3 separate regions of the Pan troglodytes genome follow, and all the other regions are linked to region 2. Evidence: chromatin contacts called from public HiChIP or PLAC-seq data. All regions are on one chromosome and are shown on one strand. The core of a region is the stretch at or near the end of the contact, and the rest is flanking DNA. Distances in the headings are between cores, read along the strand shown.

Region 1 (2,755 bases), core at 201-2,700, 350 kb after region 2:
GGCCAAACCCCCTCTCTACTAAAAATACAAAAATTAGCCAGGCATGGTGGCGCGTTCCTGTAATCCCAGCTACTCGGGAGGCTGAGGCACAAGAATTGCTTGAGCCCGAGAGGTGGAGCTTGCAGTGAGCCAAGATCTAGCCACTGCACTCCAGCCTGGGCAACAGAGCGAGACTCCGTCTCAAAAAAATAAAATAAAATAAATAACCCCCCCAAAATCCGGAATGCAAAACAAACCTAGGCCTACGCCTTTCACATAAGGAACTGCGTGTGGATCTGTGCTAAAAACTCTACCAATAATACAGTAATTTTACAACCCACAGCAGAAAATGCTTTCAAAGGCGGTTGTTACAAATAATGTAATAGTCAAATTAGCGTTGGCTCTGAGTCCAGCACTGTGCTCCGCGCTGCACACGCAGTCTCACGCCGTCCTCACGATGGCGCTGTGGGGCCTGGCTGAGGTTTCTAGGGGAAGGGGCTTTAGGGAATCCAGGCTCTCTGGCTGTGTGACCCCTCCAAGCTAGCGACTTGGACTACGTGCAACAGACCAGGTATCTCTGGACTTCAGTTTCTCGGGAGAGGCGTCCATGAGGAGGTCATGCATACAAAGCATTTAGCACAGTGGCAGATATGAGCCAGTGGGCCTGGAGAATGATTTACCAGCGTGGGGGAGGCCTGGCTTCCAGAAAACTAGCTCTGGGGTGTCTGAGATCAGTCACCTTGAGGTCCCTGGTGCAATCTAGGGCCATCAGAAGGGACTGCAAAGACCCAAGGGCAGAGGTAAAGGGAGAAAATGGGTCGCGGCCCCAGCCTGACCGAAACTGAACCTCCGGATTAATTCAGTTGTCTATAGCTGGGGGGATGGGGAGGACAGGGGAGTCCTAAGGTGGAAGGGTACAGGTTTGTCATTGCCACAGAGAGTGCGTGTGGTGAAGGGATTTAATTTAAGATCAGCCCCGGGCTTCTGAGAATCTGGCCCTGGGAAGCAACGTAAATACAAGAAAATCCCTGTGGCCAGGGACTTTGATCCAAGTGTTTCGAATCAGGCCCTGGGTCGGGCTCACAGCTAAGCGGTTTACCAACCGTGGACCTATGCAGGATCCCATAGATGTGAGGGGTGGAGACGGCCGCAAGCAGGAGGCCAGAACCAGAAGGAAACGGAATTTGGGTGGGGGTGGGGAGCTAGGACCAGTCCCCCCGCGGGGGCGTCTTGGGGATGTGGAACTCGCACACCCAGAGGAGGTGGCTCTCCCAGGGGTGGGCCCCGGATCCTAGGGGCGCGGGGCTGGCCCCGCTCCCCGCCGGCCTCGCGGCAACTGGGCCTCCCCCTCGCTGCACGCAGCCCTCCCAGCTCCCCCGCCCGCCCTCGCTCCCGCTGGGCCCCGCAGCCGGAGGAGGGGCGGCCTCCCGCCCCCGCCCGCTGGATCTCAGAGTCGCCGCCCCCGGCGCCGGGCTGCAGCCGCCACGCCCCGGGAGAGGACCGACCGCCCAGACCGCCGGTCCCGGGGCCCCCTGGGCCACGCCGATCACGGGGAGCCCCTCGACTGCCTCCCAGAGCAAAGTGGGAAAGGGAAGCTTAGCCCGCCGCTGCCGCCTCCGAGCAGCCCGCCAGGTGAGCGCCGGGACAGGTAGGGGACCCAGGTCGGGACCCAAGCGTCAGTCCCGTTCTCGCCCACAGCTGGGGCGCCCCGGGAAGGATTCCCGCGCCAGGCCCTGCCCGGAGGGGCGGGTCCCTGGGAGTCCCATAACCCGCAGCGTCGCTTCCCCGGGCCCTCCCTCGGCCTGAGGCTCCTTTAAACCCAAAGTTATACAAATGCACGTTAGAAAGCCCTAAATCTGGAAGGGCTTTGCTTTGAACGTGGGTGTTCGAACGCCCAGGCCTCTCCATCCCTGCGCTCGTCCGCGGAGGCCACCATCCAAAACCCCTGCCAAACGCTGCAAACCAACACGTGGGCGCAACAGCCCGGGGAAGGCCAGGCCGCTTTTTACCGTTGCTGGATTTTCTGTCTTCTGGCCGTCAGTCCCTTCGCAGAATCTGTGAATCAGAAGCCTTGGAGGGCGGTTTCTCGATTTAGCAACTTGGGCACATTATGTGTTTCGCTGCGGCCCCAACCCTCAATTTAAATTTTGTTCTGCCAAGTTACTTTTGCAATGTTCAGTGATATGTTCTAAAGCTCTGTATACTGCCTCTTCAACTTTAGACAGCGTCTATTTACTCCATATTTTGAAAGACAAATATTATGGGAGCCTAGTTGTAAAATAAATAATACTTCTTTAAAAATGTTCCAGTAATACACGACACTCAGACACGTAGGACAGGACAGAGCTTTGCATGGAAAACAACACGCCTTTAAACAACAACCTCTCCCTCACCACCGCCCCCAACCCCTGTCGGCCAAATACATTTTTTTGTTAACTACATTACTTTTCAAAAATGGCAAGAAGTAACTCGTGATCGCTGGTGCCTCGTTTTTAACTTTTTCCACTTTTTATTCCTCGTATCTATTTCCAAATCTTTACAGCATATTTTTGGATTGTTATTTCTTATTTCATCAACTTTTAGACAACGCGTCCATGGATCCCTTGCTAAAAATAGGAGACAACTTTGATCATCTCCGTGGTTTTCCTCCTCCCTATATAATCACCTCCTTGTATAGTCAGGACATTACTTTCGGCTTCTCTATTGGCTACTTTTCTAACATAAAATAATTTTTTTAACTTGTATTTATTGTTCCATTAAATATACCTAGTATCTG
Region 2 (2,700 bases), core at 163-2,662:
AGTGAGCCGAGATCGTGCCACTCTACTCCAGCCTGGGTGACAGAGTGAGACTTTGTCTAAAAAAAAAAAAAAAAAATTAGGAAAGGGGTTTAGAGGAGGACCTCTGTACAGTGGGATCCAAAACGAGAAGGGTTGAGACCCCAGGAATCTGGGGCACTGCATGAAACAACACAGATTTTTAGGGGAGAAGTTGCTGGGTTTAGGGACCCTGTGAATATCTCAGAAAGAGAAGGAGAGTGGCCTGAGATACTCAGTGGGGTTTGAGGGAAGGGGTGGGGTTCAGCTATGGGACAGGGGATGGGCAAAGGGGTCTGAACTAGGAAGGAGCAAGGCATTCTGGGCTCTATGGAAGTCACAGGGAGGGGGGACTTTCAGGGTCCAAAAGAAAGAATTGGAGCAAGAAGGAGGCAGGGTCCTCAAGGGGGCAGGACTAGTAGGGGGTGGGAAAAAATTGGGGCTAATTGGGGAGTTTTGGAAACCAAAGGATGTCTTGGAGGAGAAGGAGAGAGAAAGGTGTAAGGTCAAAGGGGTGGAAGATGGTTTGGGGTCTAATGGGGTTCATGGGGAAAGTTTAAGGGTCTTCCATAGGGATAAGAGACGTTTTAGGGCCCCCTAGAAGTTAGGCATGGTTTGGAGTTCATACTGGGGGTAAGGGAATGGGTTAGGGTCCTTGAGGGTAGAAGGACATGGCTGGGGGTCCCCAAGAAGGAGTGGAATATGATTTGTGGTTCTGGTGGCTGTAGAATGTGGTTTGGGTCCCCAAAGGGAGTCAGGCACCATCTGGGATTTGGCTGACATATGGTCTGAAGTCTCCCCCGATGTTAGGGTATGATTTGGGGTCCGTGAGGGAAGGGGTGTGGTCTGAGGGTCTATCTGAATGTTGGGATATGATTTAGGGTTGCTGGTGGGGTGGTCTGGATCCCCTTGGATGCTGGGATATGATCTGGGATTCTTCTGGGTTTGGGGGCATGGTCTGGGGTTCCTGACAGTGTGTGGGTCATAGTCTGAGGTCAAGCAGGAGAGCAGGGCATGATTTGTGGTCCTGGGTGGCCCTAGAACATCGCCTGGGTTCTCAAAAGAGGTGAGGCCTGATCCGAGGTCCCTCTGGGTATTAGGACGTGATGGGAGGTCTCTGTAGGGAGATTCGGGGTCCCTAGGCCAGTTGGGGCGTGGTCTGGGGGGGGTCTCGGGGGAGGCCGGCGGGGCTGGGGGTGGGGCTGGGGAAGGGTCGGGGGCGGGCCCGCGGCGGCTCCGCAGTGGAGAGGGGTCTGCGGCAGGTTCGGGGCGGGGATCCCGGGTGTGCGACCGCCCCGCCCGGCCGCCCCCACCAGTCGGCGCCCCCTCCCCCCTTGCGGCGGCGGTGGCGGCGGGCGGCGCGGAGGGCGGAGCTCGGCGGCGGCTCGGGAGGGAGGGCGGGAGGCGGGAGGGAGGCGGCCCCGCGGCACCGCGCCCCCTCCCCCGGCCCTCCCCCCACCATGGCGCGGAGCGAGGCGGCGGCGGCGGGGCCGGGCCCGGGGCCCCCCCGGGCTGGGTGAGCGCGGCCCGCAGAGGCCCGGGAGCGGCGGGCGGGGGCGCGGGTGTGTGCGCGGGTGTGAGCGTGCGAGCGTGCGAGTGTGTGTCCGCGGCGCTGCGGCGGGCCCGGCGTGCGCCCGCGCGGCCCTGTGTGTGCCCGGTGCCGGCGTGTGCGGCGCCCTGCCCGTGTGGCCATCGGGTGTGCGCGGGGTGTCGAGCCCGGCCGGCGTGTCCGGCTGTGCACGCGTGTCCCCCCGAGCGGCCGCCCCTCCGGCTGTGTGTCTGGGCGCTGTCGCGCGCCCATCGGAGGGGCTGTGTGCAGGTGTGTGTGTGCGTGGGTTGTGTGCCCAGGTGTGGGTCCCCCCCCAAGCCCGTGTGCGTGCGCGACTAGCTGCTCTGGGTGTTTGTGTCCGGGTTGGATGTCCATCCCCGGGTCTGTGGAGCCGGGTGTGCCCGCTCGGGTGTCCATTTGTGTGTGTGTGTGTGTGTGTGTGTGTGTGTGTGTGTGTGTCTGTGGGTTGTATGTCTCCGAGGGTGTATATCTGTGAGTCCACGGCAGGTTGCTGGCTTGGGGGCTGAGGCTCGGCGCCTTGTGGGTCCAGGCCTCGGTGTGGATTTGGGGGAGGGGAGTTCGCCGCTCCCTCGGTCCATGTCAACTGGGGGGTCCTTAGCGGTCCTGGGGGAAGCGGCCATGTCTTCCCCTTCCCGGTGGTTGCGGGGGGGGGGGGGATGGGCGGCCAGGAGGTGGACAGATGGAGGGGGGATGAGAGGCCGAGAAGTGGACAGATGGGCCCTGAGGTGGGGGTTGGGGGGCGAAGACCCGGCCCTTCCCCACCCACTCCACCCTAATTCCCCCACCGGCCAGACATCTGCAGACGGAGCCAGAGTTACCTCCATCCTGATGGCCAGGCTGGGGAACCTTTGGGGCTGCTGGTGGGAGGATCTCCTTGAAACCGTGATCTAGGACTCAAACCCCCAAATCCTCTTGAGTTTCCACCTGCTGAACTCTGACCTCTGGCCTGGCTTGTGCCCTGGTTTTTTGGGGGTGTGGAGGGCACGATGCTGAATGTGCTGCAGGGATGTTAGGATTTCTTGGGCCTGGGAAGTAAGTAGGTGGGGTGGTGGGGGGGTGCCTCAGGGCTGGGAGGAATGTGTGTCCAAGACTGTGTGAGTGTGAATCTGGGCCTG
Region 3 (2,700 bases), core at 187-2,686, 290 kb after region 2:
AGAATCGCTTGAACCCATGAGGCGGAGGTTGCAGTGAGACGAGATTGCATCACTGCCCTCCAGCCTGGGCGACAGAGCGAGACTCTGTCTCAAAAAAATAATAAAATGTTTTATTTGGGAAGCAAGAATTGACATTCGAGGCATCCACACAGACCAGGCGGTCTTCAGAACTTTCAAAGAACAAAGAGGTTAGAGGTTTTTATAAGAAACAGAAATGTTAGGTATTGTTTTGCAAGAAAGTTCATTGACACTAGCAACGTTCTGGGGAGCTGGCAAGTTCTGACTGGTAAGCGACAGCAGAGGGAAAAACTAGTCTTAGAGTCACGGCAGGTTTTTTCAGTACCAGTTAGACTGCTTCCAGGTTACAACAGGCAGTTTTAACAGCCAGGCTTGCAGAGAATCACATTCTTGGAGCAATGGTATCTGCCCTAAGTGTTTTTCCCCCCGGCCTCTCAACTTTGTTTTAGTTGGATATGACAAGAAGGATCCAATTCAGATGATCAACTTTCACAATTTTTTTTTTCTGTTTGTTTTTTGAGACGGAGTCTCACTCCCTCTTTTGCACAGGCTGGAGTGCAGTGGTGCAATCTCTGCTCACTGCAACCTCCCCGTCCCGGATTCAAGCAATTCTCCTGCCTGAGCCTCCAAATTAGCTGGGATTACAGGCGCGTGCTACCACGCCCAGCTAATTTTTGTATTTTTAGTAGAGACGGGGTTTCACCATGTTGGCCAGGCTGGTCTCGAACTTCTGACCTCAAGCAATCCGCCTGCCTTGGCCTCCCAAAGTGCTGGGATTGCAGGCATGAGTCACTGCACCCAGCCACAATTGTATTTTTATTGGACAGAGCTGATCTAGAGGTTAAAATGAGGAATTCCGGAGCTAGGCTGGCTGGATTCAAATCCCTACTAGCTGGTGATCATAGACAAGCCACTTGGCCTCTGCTGGTCTCAGTTTTTTCACCTGTGAAGTAAAGGGCATAACAGCACCTACTTCATGGGGTTGCCACCCTGGCTGGCAGTAAAACCGTCCATAAAAGTTGGCTGGTGTTACTATTGGTTGCATTAATTTTTAGCAGCCGGAGCCTGTTTTCTCCTGTGAAATGAAGATAACTATGCCCGACCTTAAAGGTGATGGAAATTTTTTAACACGTTAACGGATACGAGGCCTCCCACTCAGAAGCCTGACCAAAATAACAATGGTTGCTCAGAGCCAGACGTCTCATTGCCACTAACGAATTAGGGACACTTCAAGGGGCCGGCTGGAGGCCAGCTGGAGGGGACGGCTGTGAGCGGCAGACCCTGGCTCCTGGCTGCACCTGGCCCCGTCGCGGGAAGCAGGTTGGGTTTGGAGAGCGGGAGGGAGCAGGCGGGAGGGGCTGGCGAGTAAGAAAGAGGATGCAGGGGTGGGTGAAGCTGGCTAGTAAGAGGGGAGGGGCCGGCGAGTAAAAAGGACGCAGAGGGGCGTGGGGAGCTTGCGGCACAGCTAGGGCATCCCGGCGAGGAGCGCCGCCAGGCCCCGGGGTAGGACTTGGGGTGGGGTGTCGGTGCGGCCGCCGAGGGGGGCTGATTGCATGCAATTCGGGGCATACACACAGACCGCGGGGTCTCCGGGATATCGGGGCTATCAAGGACGGGCTGGGGGATGGGGACTTGGGGACGGGGCCCAGGGATGGTGAAGATAGGGGTGCGGCTGGCAGAATCAGGGCAGGCATAGGCTGCGCGCCGCGGAGGCTGCTGGTCCCTGACGCCTTGACCCTTCCTCTCCCGCAGCCACAGCCGGGCCTGGCGGGGGGACCATGGGCGCCTCGGTCTCCAGGGGCCGGGCCGCCCGGGTCCCCGCGCCGGAGCCGGAACCCGAAGAGGCGCTGGACCTGAGCCAACTACCCCCGGAGCTGCTTCTGGTGGTGCTGAGCCACGTCCCCCCGCGCACGCTGCTCGGGCGCTGCCGCCAAGTGTGCCGGGGCTGGCGAGCCCTGGTGGACGGCCAGGCCCTGTGGCTGCTGATCCTGGCCCGCGACCACGGCGCCACCGGCCGCGCGCTGCTGCACCTCGCCCGCAGCTGCCAGTCTCCCGCCCGTAACGCCAGGCCTTGCCCCCTGGGCCGCTTCTGCGCGCGCAGACCCATCGGACGCAACCTTATTCGCAACCCCTGCGGCCAAGGTGGGATCTCGGAAGAGGAAGTCCAGGATGCTGGGCCACAGTGGGAGCGGTAGCGGGGCCGGAGGGGCGGGGCCGCACTGGGACCGGTACGAGGGGCCGCAGGGGCAGGGCCGCAGTGGAACCGGTGGGAGGAGTCGGAGAGGCGGGGCAGCGTTGGGAGCCGGTGTGAGGTGTCGGAGGGGCGGGGCAGCGTTGGGAGCCGGTGGGAGGTGCCGGAGGGGCGGGGCAGCATTGGGAGCAGGTGTGAGGTGTCGGAGGGACGAGGCAGCATTGGCACGCAGGGTGCAGGGCTGGCTGGGCAGGGCTTCACCGGTTGCCTGTGGGAGGGGTGGGAGTGGGGCAGTTCTGGGAGCCCGAGAGAGGGGTTGGAGGGGCAGGGCTTTGCTGCAAATCAGCGAGAAGGGCCAGAGGAGCGGGGCTTTGCCCTGAGCTGGTGGGAGGGGAAGGGGGCGGGGCCTCGGTGGGAAGGGTCAGGTGAGTGAGCTGCACTGTGAGCACGTGGGAGGGGCTAGGGGCGGGGTCTCACTAGGAACCAACAGG

The links. HiChIP or PLAC-seq counts read pairs in DNA pulled down with a chosen protein or histone mark.
Region 1: an H3K4me3 HiChIP or PLAC-seq map of stem cell-derived excitatory neurons shows a contact between it and region 2, with 2.9 times the contacts expected there. The contact joins the promoter of FBXO17 here to the promoter of LRFN1 in region 2. A contact is called at or near these places in 1 of 7 Hi-C or Micro-C datasets (stem cell-derived neural progenitor cells) and 1 of 1 datasets of contacts at active chromatin or transcription factors (stem cell-derived excitatory neurons).
Region 3: an H3K4me3 HiChIP or PLAC-seq map of stem cell-derived excitatory neurons shows a contact between it and region 2, with 2.9 times the contacts expected there. The contact joins the promoter of FBXO27 here to the promoter of LRFN1 in region 2. A contact is called at or near these places in 1 of 7 Hi-C or Micro-C datasets (stem cell-derived neural progenitor cells) and 1 of 1 datasets of contacts at active chromatin or transcription factors (stem cell-derived excitatory neurons).

Annotation. Positions count from the first base shown.
Region 1 is chr20:42,107,801-42,110,555 of NHGRI_mPanTro3-v2.0_pri, reverse strand. It overlaps FBXO17 (F-box protein 17), which reads left to right and starts at 1,450. Exons shown (of 6, transcript XM_016935882.3): 1 at 1,450-1,611.
Region 2 is chr20:42,458,807-42,461,506 of NHGRI_mPanTro3-v2.0_pri, reverse strand. LRFN1 (leucine rich repeat and fibronectin type III domain containing 1) reads left to right here and starts at 1,412. Exons shown (of 5, transcript XM_016935906.3): 1 at 1,412-1,531.
Region 3 is chr20:42,164,808-42,167,507 of NHGRI_mPanTro3-v2.0_pri, reverse strand. It overlaps FBXO27 (F-box protein 27), which reads left to right and starts at 1,436. Exons shown (of 6, transcript XM_054673428.1): 1 at 1,436-1,521; 2 at 1,771-2,160. The coding sequence starts at 1,797.